Regions from separate parts of the Mus musculus genome. Here region 1 is linked to region 2. A link is a contact called in public Hi-C data. All regions are on one chromosome and are shown on one strand. Each heading gives the region's core, a stretch centred on a gene start, on an enhancer-like site or on the middle of the called end of the contact. The rest is flanking DNA. Distances are from core to core; before and after follow the strand shown.

What was found. Hi-C and Micro-C count contacts between places; a contact is called where the count stands out from the background.
Region 1: a Hi-C map of bone marrow-derived macrophages shows a contact between it and region 2, with 25 read pairs. The contact joins two enhancer-like sites. A contact is called at or near these places in 9 of 39 promoter capture datasets (the C10 cell line, the HPC-7 cell line, the SN4741 cell line and 5 more), 30 of 484 Hi-C or Micro-C datasets (B cells, LSK cells, bone marrow-derived dendritic cells and 13 more), 6 of 115 datasets of contacts at active chromatin or transcription factors (the HPC-7 cell line, bone marrow-derived macrophages, embryonic stem cells and 2 more) and 1 of 9 other capture datasets (embryonic stem cells).

Annotation. Positions count from the first base shown.
Region 1 is chr11:115,077,342-115,083,721 of GRCm38.p6, reverse strand. No RefSeq gene overlaps it. Among named protein-coding and RNA genes, the nearest start is that of Cd300e, 18 kb to the right of the region's middle. Within about 2 kb of position 2,646, at least 29 of the 459 cell types and tissues checked have an H3K27ac peak or open chromatin away from gene starts, as enhancers often do. A contact at or near this core is called in bone marrow-derived macrophages, where this site is marked.
Region 2 is chr11:114,815,659-114,822,453 of GRCm38.p6, reverse strand. No RefSeq gene overlaps it. Among named protein-coding and RNA genes, the nearest start is that of Gpr142, 16 kb to the right of the region's middle. Within about 2 kb of position 4,008, at least 47 of the 459 cell types and tissues checked have an H3K27ac peak or open chromatin away from gene starts, as enhancers often do. A contact at or near this core is called in bone marrow-derived macrophages, where this site is marked.

The sequences.
Region 1 (6,380 bases), core at 1,397-3,896, 260 kb before region 2:
ACAGGAAGCATCTAATGACTCCATCGTGAGTCACATTTACTTCAACATCCTGACTATGAAGACAGCCCCCTGGCTGGGACTCCAGGAGCCTCTCTGGTCCCTCCACAGTTGGCCCCTCAGCTGTTCCCCCTTTCCCAAGAGTTTCCTCTACATTCAAGGGGTTCCGCCACAGAGTGTGAAGCGCTCCATGACTCACTGCTGCCACCTAGTGGACATTTGTCTTCAGCAGCGTCTCCAGGCAACTTTAATGTTGAGAATGGACAAACTCACAGTCCCTAAGAGAAGGGGATATTCAGAGCACAACAGGATAGCAGGTAAAGTCAAAGCTTACTTACAACCCTTTAGATCCCTCCTGCACCATTCCTTCACTGTGTGGTGGAAGAGCCTGGTCCAAGGACTCAAGTTCTCTTTACTGAGCACATTTTAGCAAACCATTCTACACTACAGTGAATTCGGGTCACAGCCACGTTCTATTTGAAAAAGTTTAGGGCTGGAGAGGTCACTCAGTGGTTAATAGCACATACTGTTCTCAAAAAGGACTTGGGCTCCATTCCCAGCCCACCAGCACTCTAACTCCAGTTCTGGGGGGGGGGGCGGGGAGGGGGTGAGGCCGGCGGGATCTGATGCCTCTGGCATCTTCTGGCACCTGTGTGTATATGCATGCGCCCACCTTCCACACATACACACATATATACATAATTAAAAATAGAACATATCTTAAAAGGTTCTTGTCACAAAGAATTCCAGGTGAGAGAGTTCATAATCCCGCACTGTGTGTGACAAATATTCTAACATCACATTGCTTCCCTATAAACGTATCCTCTAAAAATAAGTCAGGGTCAGAAATACATCTTAGCAAGTAAAAAAAAAGTGCTTAGCAGGTAAAACTCCCAGACGTGGTCCTCTGACTTCCACATGTGCATTGTGGCATGATCCCGCCCCCTGAACACTCCCAAATTAAGTAAAATGTAATAGAAAATGTTAAAGTAAAAATGTGTTTAGTTCAGAGAAGTTGTCTGTGATCGATCACTTTCTGGGATTTTGAATATGCATATTGCCTATTGGGGAGGAATTTGCTCTTTAAGCGTCAGTTTTGACTGTTGATAATAATACAGATGACCCCTCCCTTACACACCCCTCCCCCCAGACCGCAGCAGCTGCCAGGGCACAGGCAAGAGATTCTCTGCAAGGGAGGCATCATGTTTTTGCAGCTCTCTCTTTGTTGAAGTCACACCTCACTTGGCCATGATCCTTTTCCAGCGGCCTCTCCCACCCAGCCTGCCACCTGCTTACAGGGATCTGATTTCAGCCATTTTCCAAAAAGAGACAGAAGGTGCTCCCAGGTCCTCCAGGCTGTCTGTCCCCAGCCCCGAGGTGTACAGTTGAATGAAGACTGGGAGAGGGTAACTCAATCCCTCTATCCAAAGGGTCCGTTTATTAAGTTCTCAGCTCAGTTTTCTTTAAGATGGAACTCGGGGTATAGCGAATCAGACTGGACTATGGTTGAACTAAATTGATATCTGGCTCATTTATCATTCATGAATAAATGACATTCATTCATTCATTCATTCATTCATTCATTCATTCTTCCATCCCAGTGCCACAGGAGCACAGAAGAACCCTAAGGAACCTAGTGGTGAGCTGCTTTAGCCATATGCTCATCCCAATTCGATGATCGCCTGGAGGAACAACCATCTCCCTTCCTTTTTTTATGCACGTGTGCACGCATGATTATTTTGAAACAGGGTCTCTCTGTGTAGCCCTGGCTGTCCTGGAACTTGTTCTGCAGAACAATCTGGGCTCAAACTTACAGAGATCCACCTGCCTCTGCCTCTTGACTCCTAGAATTAAAGGTGTGTACCACCATCACCTAGTTGCTTTTTTTGGTCTTTAATTTCTTATTGTAATAATAATAATAATAATAATGATAATAATAATTTGATGCAGGGTTTCTCTGTGTAGCCCTGGCTGTACTGGAACTCATTTTGTAGACCAGGTTGGCCTCAAACTCAGAGATCCACCTGCCTCTGCCTCCGGAGTGCTAAGATTAAAGGTGTTAAAGTTTTTTAAATTTTATTTATGTGTTTCTGGGGAGAGGTGTGTGCCTGGCACATGTGAGTGCAGATGCCCCTGGAGTCCAGAAGGGGGCGCTTGATCTCCTGGAGCTGGAGTAACGGGCACTCCAGAACTGCCTGACTTGGATGCTGGGAACCAAACTGTTTTCCAGAGTAGCACACACTCTTAGTACCTGGTCTCTTTTCTCTTTTGAAACAGGGTCTCACACTGTAGCCCAGGCTAGCCTCAACTTCATTGCAATCCTCCTGTCTCAGCTTCCCAGGTGATGGGATTACAGGCATGAACGACCATGCTCGGCTTCCTTGGTACTTTGACTTAAAATCACCTCCTAGACTCTCTTGTTTTGCCAATGTTGCTGCAGTTTACGGCTCCAAGGGCTGCTTGGTAGCGTTGAGCTGAACGAATACACCACAAATGCTCATTCATTCTCCCCTCCAAGGACGCATGGCGCCTCCTGGTTTTTGTTTGTTGCAAACAGCACCGCTGTGAACCTTCACACACAAGCTTCCTGTCGTCCACGTATGAGAAGTCCACTTTGTCTCTACATCTGAGAGTCCTTTATTCAAAGCCAGCTGCAAGTGCTGCCACAGTGTGGTAATGATGAAGAACTGCAGGCCCGAGAGATGGCTCAGCAGTTAAGAACATTTGCTACTCTTGCAGACGACCAAGGTTCCAGTGCCTGTGTTGTGCAGCTCACAGCTGCCTGTAACTCTGGCTCCCGGGACCCGAAGCTCTATTCTGGTTTCCACGGGCTCCTGGACACATGTGCGTATACCACTCCCTTACCACATACGTGTATACATACGCATATTTAAGAGCACAATAAATTGGTCCTGGAGAAATGGCTAACTAATTGTGAGTGCTCACAACTCACACACGGGACCTGGGTTCTGTCCTCAGCATTTACATCAGCATCAGGCAGGTTGCAACCCCTGTAACTCTAGTTCCAGGAGACCTGATGCCTTTTTCTGCCCTCTGTGAGCACCTGCAGTATGAACTGCACATAAACTCATGCAGACATAAATATATAAATAAAAATAGATGCTGAAAAAAATAAGATCGGGGGCTGGAGAGTTGGCTCAGCAGTTCAGAACACTGGCTGCTCTTCCAGAGGTCCTGAGTTCATTTCCCAGAAACCACATGGTGGCTCACAACCATCTGTAATGGAATCCAATGCCCTCTTCTGGTGAGTCTGAAGACAGTGACAGTGTACTCATATACATAAAATAAATAAATTAATCTTTAAAAATAGGGGCTGGAGAGATGGCTCAGCAGTTAAGAGCACTAACTGTTCTTCCAGAGGTCCTGAGTTCAATCCTCAGCAACCACATGGTGGCTCACAACCATCTGCAATGGTATCCGATGCCCTCTCCTGGTGTGTCTGAAGACAGTGACAGTATACTCACATACATGAAATAAATAAATATTAAAAATAAAATAAAAAGATAAATCTTTTTAAAAGTTAGTGAGGAGCGACAGCCCTTTCCTTGCAGGACCGTGAAGAATAAATGAGAAGATGCTGCAGAACATGCCAAGTGCTCGGCTCGGCCGTTCGTCTTTATCATTGAGCCCCAGATGCTATTACTGATGTGCTAGGCCCTCCACTGTGTGTGCTGCACTAGAATGCTATACTGGTGCTCTTAGTAAAACTTGTGACTTGCCGGAATTTGGGGACGGAGAATCACTCGTGACAACCACAGATCAAAGCCTTGCCGGGGCATATAGTTGCCACTTGGAGCCTCTCTGTCCAGTGTGGGGTAGGAATTGTATGGTGGCATTAGGATTCCCATGTGGATTAAATGAAATAAACCAGGGCTGATGAGATGGCTTAGTGCAGAAAGATATTTGCCAATTAGCCTGATGAGTTCCTGTCTTGAGGTCCTGCTGTCCTTGTGTCCTGGATGATGGCCTGTAAGCTGTACGATGAACTTAACCCTTTCCTTCCCAGGTTGCTTTTGGCCATGGTGCTTATCAAAGCAACAGAAAACCCTAACTGAGAGAGTGGTTAGACTTCCCCATAGACACCCCCCCCCCCATGGGTCTTTTTGGAAATGCAGACTCCCCAGGCTCTGTGACTTAGAATCTCTTGGGCTTTGACTTGGGGGTTTTCCTTGTCACGACCTCTGGGTGTGGGAATTTTCAGGCACGAGGATACGTTTAGGTGGCTGTTGCTGTCCCTTTTAGTTAATGTGCCCTGGAGAATCAGTTTGAAAGGCCCTTTCATGTCCCCACCTGTTCCCTGTTGTCACATCATGACTGGCCTCCTCTCAGAGAGTAGCATTGTCTCGAGAAGTCATAGAATCCTGCTTGACCATAGGCCTAGGTGACCTCACAGGAAGAACACCTAGTCACATGGTACAGCAGCCTGAGAAGAAGCACATTTGTTCCAGTTTGAGGACACACGGTACAACATGGAGAGGAAGTCATGGCCACAGGGACATGAGGCAGCTGGTGCCAGTGAGTCTGCAGATGAGCAGAGAGATGAGCGCTGGTGCCCTCAGCCAATGACACGGCATTGCCCTCAGTCAGGGAGGGGCTTTCTACCTTGATTAATCTCATCAATAAAACAGCTCACAGACACGCCCACTGGACAGTCAGTATTTACCTTTATGCATCTTTTTATAAAGGAACAGACCACTTAGATGTGGTCGTGTGAATGACACACCATCTCTACAAGTCTTGGGCATTACATCATTTCAAGTTGGGTCTCTGCTTCCTTGTGCTTTGAGATGGGAACTCTCAGCTGCTGCTCCAGGCAACAGACTTATCTTTTGCTGCCATATATCCTGCACCATGATAGACCATGATATCAGAACAACCCCTGTCTTCTGTAGGTTGCCTTGGTCAGGGTGTGACTAATATGCCAATCGGTCATATTGACAGTGTGTGTCTGCCTGGGTAACGAGTGGACATACAATATGTCTGTCCTACTTGGCTGTCACCGTGGACTAGACACAGCCTGGAGTCACCTGAGAGTGGAGTCTCAGTTGAGCAATGGCTTAGATGGCCCTGGCCTTTGCACACACCTGAGGGGGGACTTCCTAGAGTGTTGTTAAATGTTGCATAAGTTCCACTGTAGGCTGCACATTTCCCAGGCTGCATGAGGAACATGGCTAAGCACGTGAGTGAGCCAGGAAGCAGCGTCCTCCATGGTTCCTGCCTAGGGCTTCTGCTTGACGTCTTGCCCTGACCTTGCTCAGTGGCGCACCGTGACATGAAAATGTAAGCCAAAAGTTTCTTTTAATGGTGGCATTTGTCACAAGAGCAGAATGAAACTGGGACAGTGGCTTAATAAAAAGGATCAGAAGAGCATCCTGGGCTTAGGAAGTGAAGTGTGGGTGTTAACATCTCTTTGATTTTTTGTTGTCACAGTCATCGCTATCATCACCATTGCCAGCATTACCATCACCACATTGGTATCATCACCATCACCATCACCATCACCACATCATCACCGTTGTTATCAGCATCATCACCGTCAGCATCATCACTGCCAATTATCAATTATAATTTCATAGTAGCAGAGGTGTGAGCTGGGCACAGAAGTCAGAATGTAAAAGCCATACTTCTCAGCCCACCTTGCAACAAGATCTGGTGACGTAACTAAGTTCTGGCCAATGAGAATTGTGTCAGAAGTCAAACCCTTAAAAAGAGAGGAGCAAGGCCTCTCTTTAACATCCACCTGGATGGAACGTGCAGGTGGCTATGTCAGCCATATTGCCTAGAGTTGGAAGCCAAGTCCTGGAGGGTGCAGTCATGGGTCAGAACCCTGAGTCCCATGGACATGCCACACCAGCCTTGAACCATTCACCCTTCAATGTTGCGGGGAAGAAAAACAATTTTAGTTTTCTTTTGTGTTTATTATTAACCCCTAGACTTGGCCTCTCTTCTTGTCAAATAACCTTTTACCACTGGGCAGCACCCCTTACACTGAGAGACACCTCTTACCACTGGATGGCACCTCTTACCACTGGGCAACACCCCTTACCACTGGGCAATGCCCTTTGTGACAGGGCAACACCCTTTACCACTGGACAATGCCTTGTACCACTGGATAGCACCCCTTGCCCCTGGATGACACCCCTTATCACTGGGTGGCACCCCTGACCACTAGGTGACACCCCTTGCCACATTTGTATTTCAGCACTAGTGACTGAACCTAAAACACACTAGGTCAGCATTGGACTATAGCCCCAGCTAAACTGACAATTTCCATCTCATGTATGGATGGGTATATTATCTTTAAGTACTAAATAATGTAATTGTTATGTTTAGAAAGAGTAAACATTCTACTAGGTGGCTTA
Region 2 (6,795 bases), core at 2,759-5,258:
AACACCCAATCACAGCTGGGCGGTGGTGGCGCACGCCTTTAATCCCAGCACTTGGGAGGCAGAGGCAGGTGGATTTCTGAGTTTGAGGCCAGCCTGGTCTACAGAGTGAGTTTCAGGACAGCCAGGGCTACACAGAGAATCCTGTCTCAAAAACAACACAAAACAAAAGAGAGAGAGAGAGAGAGAGAGAGAGAGAGAGAGAGAGAGAGAGAGAGAGAAGAGGAGGAGGAGGAGGAGGAGGAGGAGGAGAAGAAGAAGAAGAAGAAGAAGAAGAAGAAGAAGAAGAAGAAGAAGGAAGGAAGGAAGGAAGGAAGGAAGGAAGGAAGGAAGGAAGGAAGGAAGGAAGGAAGGAAGGAAAAAGCATTTATGAGTCCCCAAGAAGTTCCAAAGGATTCTCAGGATGTCCCAAGGTCAAGATCAAGGTGTAGGTTTGGCTTGAGCTCTGACCTAGACCCCTTTCGAGGTCTCTTAGACATTAGCATTCAGTTCCTTGTGATGGGAGGACTAAGGTCTCTGGTTCTATGCTGCCTATTGGCTGAAGCAATCGAACAGGTGGGGTTCCAAGAAGTTCACACTTTGGGTGCCTAGATCTTTATTGTGCTTAGGGCTCCCTGAAAGGCTGCTAATTCTCTGCTGCTAACGACCTCTTATGATTAGGCCCACCCAAGTAACTATCCTATATAAGGATTTGTTTATATTGTGGGTATACGTGTTTTGCCTACAGGTATGAATGTTTGCCAAGCCTGTTCCTGGAGGCCAGAAGAGGGTGTCAGATGCCCTGACACTGGAGTTTCAGATGACTATAAGCTATCATGTAAGTGTTGGGACTCAAACCCAGGTCCTCTGGGAGAACACCAAATACTCATAACCTCAGGGCCATTGCTCCTGCCCCAGGATGGCGTTCACTAAAGCAAAAGCCACTTCTGCTTTCTGCCTGAAGGGCTGGCCACTCACTGGGGTGCAGCTGGGCCTGCCCACAGCCTTTGCCTTAAACTGGGGCCATCTGGGAACAGAGAGGAAATGCCCTTTCTCCAGCAAGCTCCTCTCTCAAAGCCTCATGGAGACTGCATTCCCTCAGGAATAGGCTCAAGATGAACTAAAGCATGCTGACCCCAGAGAGACACTCCTGACCTTGCCACTGGGGAGCCTACTGAACCCTCCTTCCACCTTAGGCAGGCCTGGACCCAGTGACTGCAAGCTGCAGGACCTGGCCCACTTTTAGCCTGGTCCAAAGTGGCAGCTCCTGGGGCTGGGGAGATGGCTCAGTGGTTAAGAGCACTGACTGTTCTTCCAGAGGTCATGAGTTCAATTCCCAGCAACCGCATGGTGGCTTCTATGCCCTCTTCTGGTGTGTCTTTAGACAGCTACAGTGTACTCATTAAAATAAATACATACACCTTTAATCCCAGCACTTGGGAGGCAGAGGCCAGCCTGGTCTACAAAGTGAGTTCCAGGGCTATACAGAGAAACTCTGTCTCAAAAAACCATAAATAAATAAATAAATAAATAAATAAATAAATAAATAAATAAATGGTAGCAACTGATTTGTTTCCATAGATGGTCTAAGACTAGAAAGGTCAGGGGGGGCTAGATGACTCTGCTTGTGGGGCTCCCCAAGACCACCTCACAATCACCTCAACATGGCCTCTTGCCAGACTCTAGGCTTCCAGGTTCCTTAAAGGTCCCTATTGTATCTCCAGGGTTTTTTAAAAAGCTCCTTCCCCAGCCTTTGCAGCAAAACTTAAGGGCCAGCCTCTGCTCTCCCACTGGGCTCCCCACCTCCCCCGGGTACACAGGAATGTGGGCACCTGTAGCAACAAGCTCTTGGAATGTTTTCTTAGCTGCAGGGGGCGTGGAGGATCCTGGGGTGCCTGAGAGCAAAAGGACCCTTTTGTGACTTTCCTTCCTCCCTGCTAAGAGCTACCGTCCTAGCCCACATTTATCTTCATCTCTTCTCCTCCCTGAGGACTTTTGGGTCTTGAGGAATTTCAATAAGGTCCCTTTGTTTGCATCAAACACCAGATGCTTGGCTTCCCTTGAGACACCTGTGTGACCTTTTTGACCTTCCCTTTCTCCTGGATGCCATGGAGAGAAAAAAGAGGTATGGCAGGATTTTCGGAAGGCAATAGGGCCACAGGTGGTTGAAGAGCCCAGGGGGACCCCAAAATTCTGAAGAGTTTATACAGTGACTACCGGATGGACAGGAGGCCGCTCAACGCCCGCAGTGAGATGTTTGTCTCTGCCCCTTTGCTTCCTTTCAAAGACAAGATGCCTTTATACCAGATGGCTTGCTCCCCTGCTCTCTTACCCCCACCCCCGTGTGTTGGTCAGGTGCTGTGTCAGGTGTTGAGAATTGTATGGGCAACCCTCAGGGTCATCTGGAGTCTGTTGGGAGCTGGCTTTGGGGTTAGGTGGGGCTGAGGAACACGGGGAAATCAGAAACCAGGCCACGCTGAGTTACAGGGTTCATCCTGGAGGCCGAGGAAACAACGAGAAGACTTTATGCTGTTACAGAGTCAGGACTGCTTCAGGCAAGATGACAGACCACAGAGAGGAGGTGATCTGCTACCAAAATCCTGCTGATGTGACAATGGCCCACTGGCAAAGATCTCCCCCCATCAACACCCCTAATCCACTAGCTATTCATAATGGAAACAGCGTGTGCTCTTTGCCAGTCTGACACCAAGCAACTGGTTTGCCAGTCAAGTGTGCTGTTACAGCATTTGGTCATCCTGTCTCCACTAAGCCTTCTGGCTTCTAGACAAACATCCACCCGGTCTTCCTGCAACTCTACCCTCTGGGTACCCTTAAACCTCTGCATTGTCGCTCCTGCCTCTGCCTGCCTGGTCACATGGCATTCCCCACCCCCCATTTTAGCCCCTGGTGGGCTTTCTGCAGAAAAGGAGAGAAAGGGAGGCCCCCGTGATATCTGTAAGGTGAGCCAGGAGAGAGGGGGAAGCTTTCACCTCCCTGCTTTGAGCTCCACACAGGTCCCTTTCCCAACTAAGCACGTAGGAACCAGGATGCTGTTTCATTTCTGTTGCTGTGATAAAATACCCTGAACAAAGCAACTTAGAGAAAAGAGGTCCTGACCCCTACAACCCCCACCCCTACTCCAGGCTCACACTTCCAGATTACAGCCCATCACTGAAGGGAAGTCACAATGGCTGGAGACAATTAGTCACATTGTATCCATCAGTCACATTGTATCCATTGGCAAGCAGCAGGATGTAAAGACTGCTGGAGTTTAGCTCCCTCTCCCCCCTCCCTTTTCTTTTTCTTTTTCCTATTTGTTTTTTCAAGACCAGGGTTTCTCTGTGTAGCTCTGACTGTCCTGGAACTCGATCTCAGGATAAAACGCAGAGGTCCCCCTGCCTCTGCCTCCTGAGTGAGTGCTGGATTAAAGGCGTGCGCCACTATGCCTGGTTTCCCTTTTCACTGCATCCAGGATCCAGGCTATGAAACCATGTAACCCACGTTTCAGGGCAGCTCCCACCTCCTTTAACCTAACGGAGACAATCCCTCAGATTCACCCACAGGCCAACCTAATACAGATAATCCCTCAGTGGGACTCCCTTCCCAGGTGAGTCCAGAATTCTAGTAAGTTGGCATTAACCAACACACACACACACACACACACACACACACACACACACTGAGAATAGCTGATCTAGACAGAGACTACTTACAACAGCCTTACAGGGAACTTTGGATTCCTAAGGCTGTATACAAACTCCCTGCTCACCCCAATCCCTGCCCCCACCCGTGTGATAGTCAGCAAGGCTGTGTGTGATAGGATGTGTGGGTACTACCCTTGCCTGGAATCACTCGGGTGATGAGCTGCATCCTGTATAAAGGAGGCTGGCTGAGTGTCCTCAGGCTCTGGGATTGGAGAAGCAGTCCTCAGATCGCCACCGCAGTCCTTCTGCATAGCTTGGGGAAGTATGCAGCCAGGGGCAAGCCGAACCAAGCTGAACCAAGCTTCGGAACACAAGGGCCTGAACCTGTTCCCTTTTCCCTTTGTAGGAGTTGTCCTTCCCGCTGAGGTCATACTTAGGGGAACTAACGGAGGAGGGAGGTTGAAGTAGTGGGAATCTTACAGGCCACTCACACTGCAGCCACACAGGAAGTGGTTTCTGGTTTGTGTTCACAGAACCAAGGCACCGCCTGTGTGCACCTGACCAGGGGAGCCCAGGGGAGCCAGCCTTAATCCTGGCTTTTCTTGGCCTCTAAAGAATCCAGATGACAAAAGGTTGGGTTAGATTTCTTGGGTCAGTGCCTACTTCTGCTTCCCAGATGCAGAAACTGGGCCTTGAGGAGGGGTGGTGGCCTAGGACAAGCCAGGTCACCTAGCCCCGAGGTCACCTAATGGCCAGGCACTACCGCTTTCCCATGGCTGATGCCTACTAGGTAAGTCTCCTTTACCCTTGTAACCACAGATGAAAGGAAGTCGCAGGAGTCATATGGGCCAAGGGATAGAGACTGTGGGAGTGTCATGGAGTTCTGTCCACCCATATATGAGGCTGAGTTCCTCATGAGTGGAGTTATGAATATCTGAGCCTGGTCCCTGTTAGCTCTCATAGACTAGTCTCCATCTGCCATCTTTACCAGGCCAGTAAGAAAAGCCATAGCAGAGAAAGTTGATTTATTCAATGTGGCTACAGTGGGGAGATTAACAAGGGGGATTGTGCTATCTCCCCCCACTCAATGCCCCTTCTTAGAATTGGGAACAAAACATCCATGGAAGGAGTTACAGAGACAAAGTTTGGAGCTAGGAGGAAAGGAGGGTGTCTTCTGCCAGAACCCGGGTCAGTGTCTAGCAGGATGCGTCCTCCTGTACTGTCTGAGTCAGTCTAGTGGACAGGCCTATAGCAGTTACTTGCTCTCCCTCTCCCAGAGGCCAGGCCCCTTGCCACTGAAGGGATTTATACTCTTCAGTCTCACTGTGGTCCAGGAAGCCACAGGGTGAGTGAGCAGAAAGGATAGCTGTTTTAATCCCAGGGCCCTCATTCTGTTTGCATCTCTGTGAGGTTCTCTCATAGGGATCCTGAAAGTCAGCTGTTGAGTCTCCTGGCCAAGCCCTGAAGCAGAAGCTGAGGGCAAGGCACAAAAGGACTCACTTTCCAAAGCCTGGAGATTGGTTTAAAAGGATTGACAAACTCAAAACCCTGGGGGTGGGGCTCTACCCCCAACAACGTGTGTGTGCATGCATGTGCAAGTGTGCATGTGTGTGCCTGTGTGCATGCATGTGCAAATGTACCTGTGTGTGCCTGGGTGCATGCATGTGCAAGTGTGCATGTGTGTGCCTGTGGACATGTGTGTATGTGCAAGTGTGTATGTGTGTGCCTGTGTGCATGCATGTATGTGCGAGTGTGCTTGTGTGCACGCATGCATGTGTGCAAGTGTGCATGTGTGTGCCCGTGTGCATGCATGTGCAAGTGCAAGTGTGTGCATGTGCATGGGTGAGCACATAAACATGCACACATGTGACTGTCAGTGCAGAAGCCAGGGGATGACCATGGATCTCATTTGTTCCTCAGGCATCAGCCATGTTTGCTGATTTTAATGGGTTGGTGAGGTGGCTCCGTGGGTGAAGTTGCCTACCCCACAAACTGACAATGTCAATTCAGTGCCTTGAACCCTCTTTGTAAGGACAGGAGAGAGCTGACTCCACAGAGTTGTCCTCTGAGCCCACGAGCAAGCTGTGACATTCACACGCTCCCTGAACAGATGTAAACTTTTTGTTTATTGTTAGCACGTATTTGAAGGATGTGGGAGCAAGTATGCATGCCCCAGCTTGTGTAGAACCCAGGTTGGTTCTCGCCTTTCACCTTATGTGGGTTTCAGGAATCAAACTAATGATGTCAGTGTTGTACCTTTACCCACTGAGCCATCCCTGGCTCCCCTCACCCCCTGTCTGTCTGTCTGTCTATCCATCCATCCATCCATCCTTCACTTTCTTTCCTCCTTTCTTTTCCTTCCTTCCTTCCTTCCTTCCTTCCTTCCTTTCTTCCTTCCTTCCTTTTTAATAAGGCCTGGGCTCCACCAAGCAGGGCAGTCTGACTGTCTGACTGGCCACAGAGACCCAGGGAGCTGCCTGTTTCTGCTTCCCTAGCACAGAGATTGCAGGAATAAGTCACCACACCCAGATTTTTCTAACCTGGATTCTGGGGACCAAACTGTGGCCCTTGCTCTTGCCAGTTGAGCTCCTCATCAACTGAGCTATCTCCCAGGCTCCCTTGTATTTGTTTCACAAATGATCTTAATAGGTAGTCCTAGCTAGACTGGAATTTTCTATACAGACCAGGCTGACCTCAAATTTCAGGTGACCCTGCCACCTCTACCTCAGCCTCACGAGGACTGGGATCACAGATGTGTGCTACCACACTATTAAAACTAGAGAAGCAATGCTCCCTCATCAGGGAAGCCAACAGAGACTCCATCCAGGCTGGGCCAGGCCTGGATTCATGGCTGATGATTCCTGGATCATTTCTGGATGGGCCCATTGCTCACCCTGGCAAATAAAATCTCTGCCTCCTAACGGTTACTCCCAGGTATCCTAGGGCCAGGGCCACTGGTCAGGGGAAAGCACCCCAGAGCAGTGGGGCATTGTCTGGATCTGCCTGCTGTGTTCCTTTCGCTCAGAAAGAGGAAGAAGAAAGCCATGGGGATGGTGATCAGCTAGCTGGACCAAGTCCTTTGTCCTGGTCTCTGAGGCTAAGATGTATCTTATATGTGGGTTCTGGGGAGGGATCCTCCTCGTGAGGTGAATAGCCAGCTGCCTCTGTACCTGGG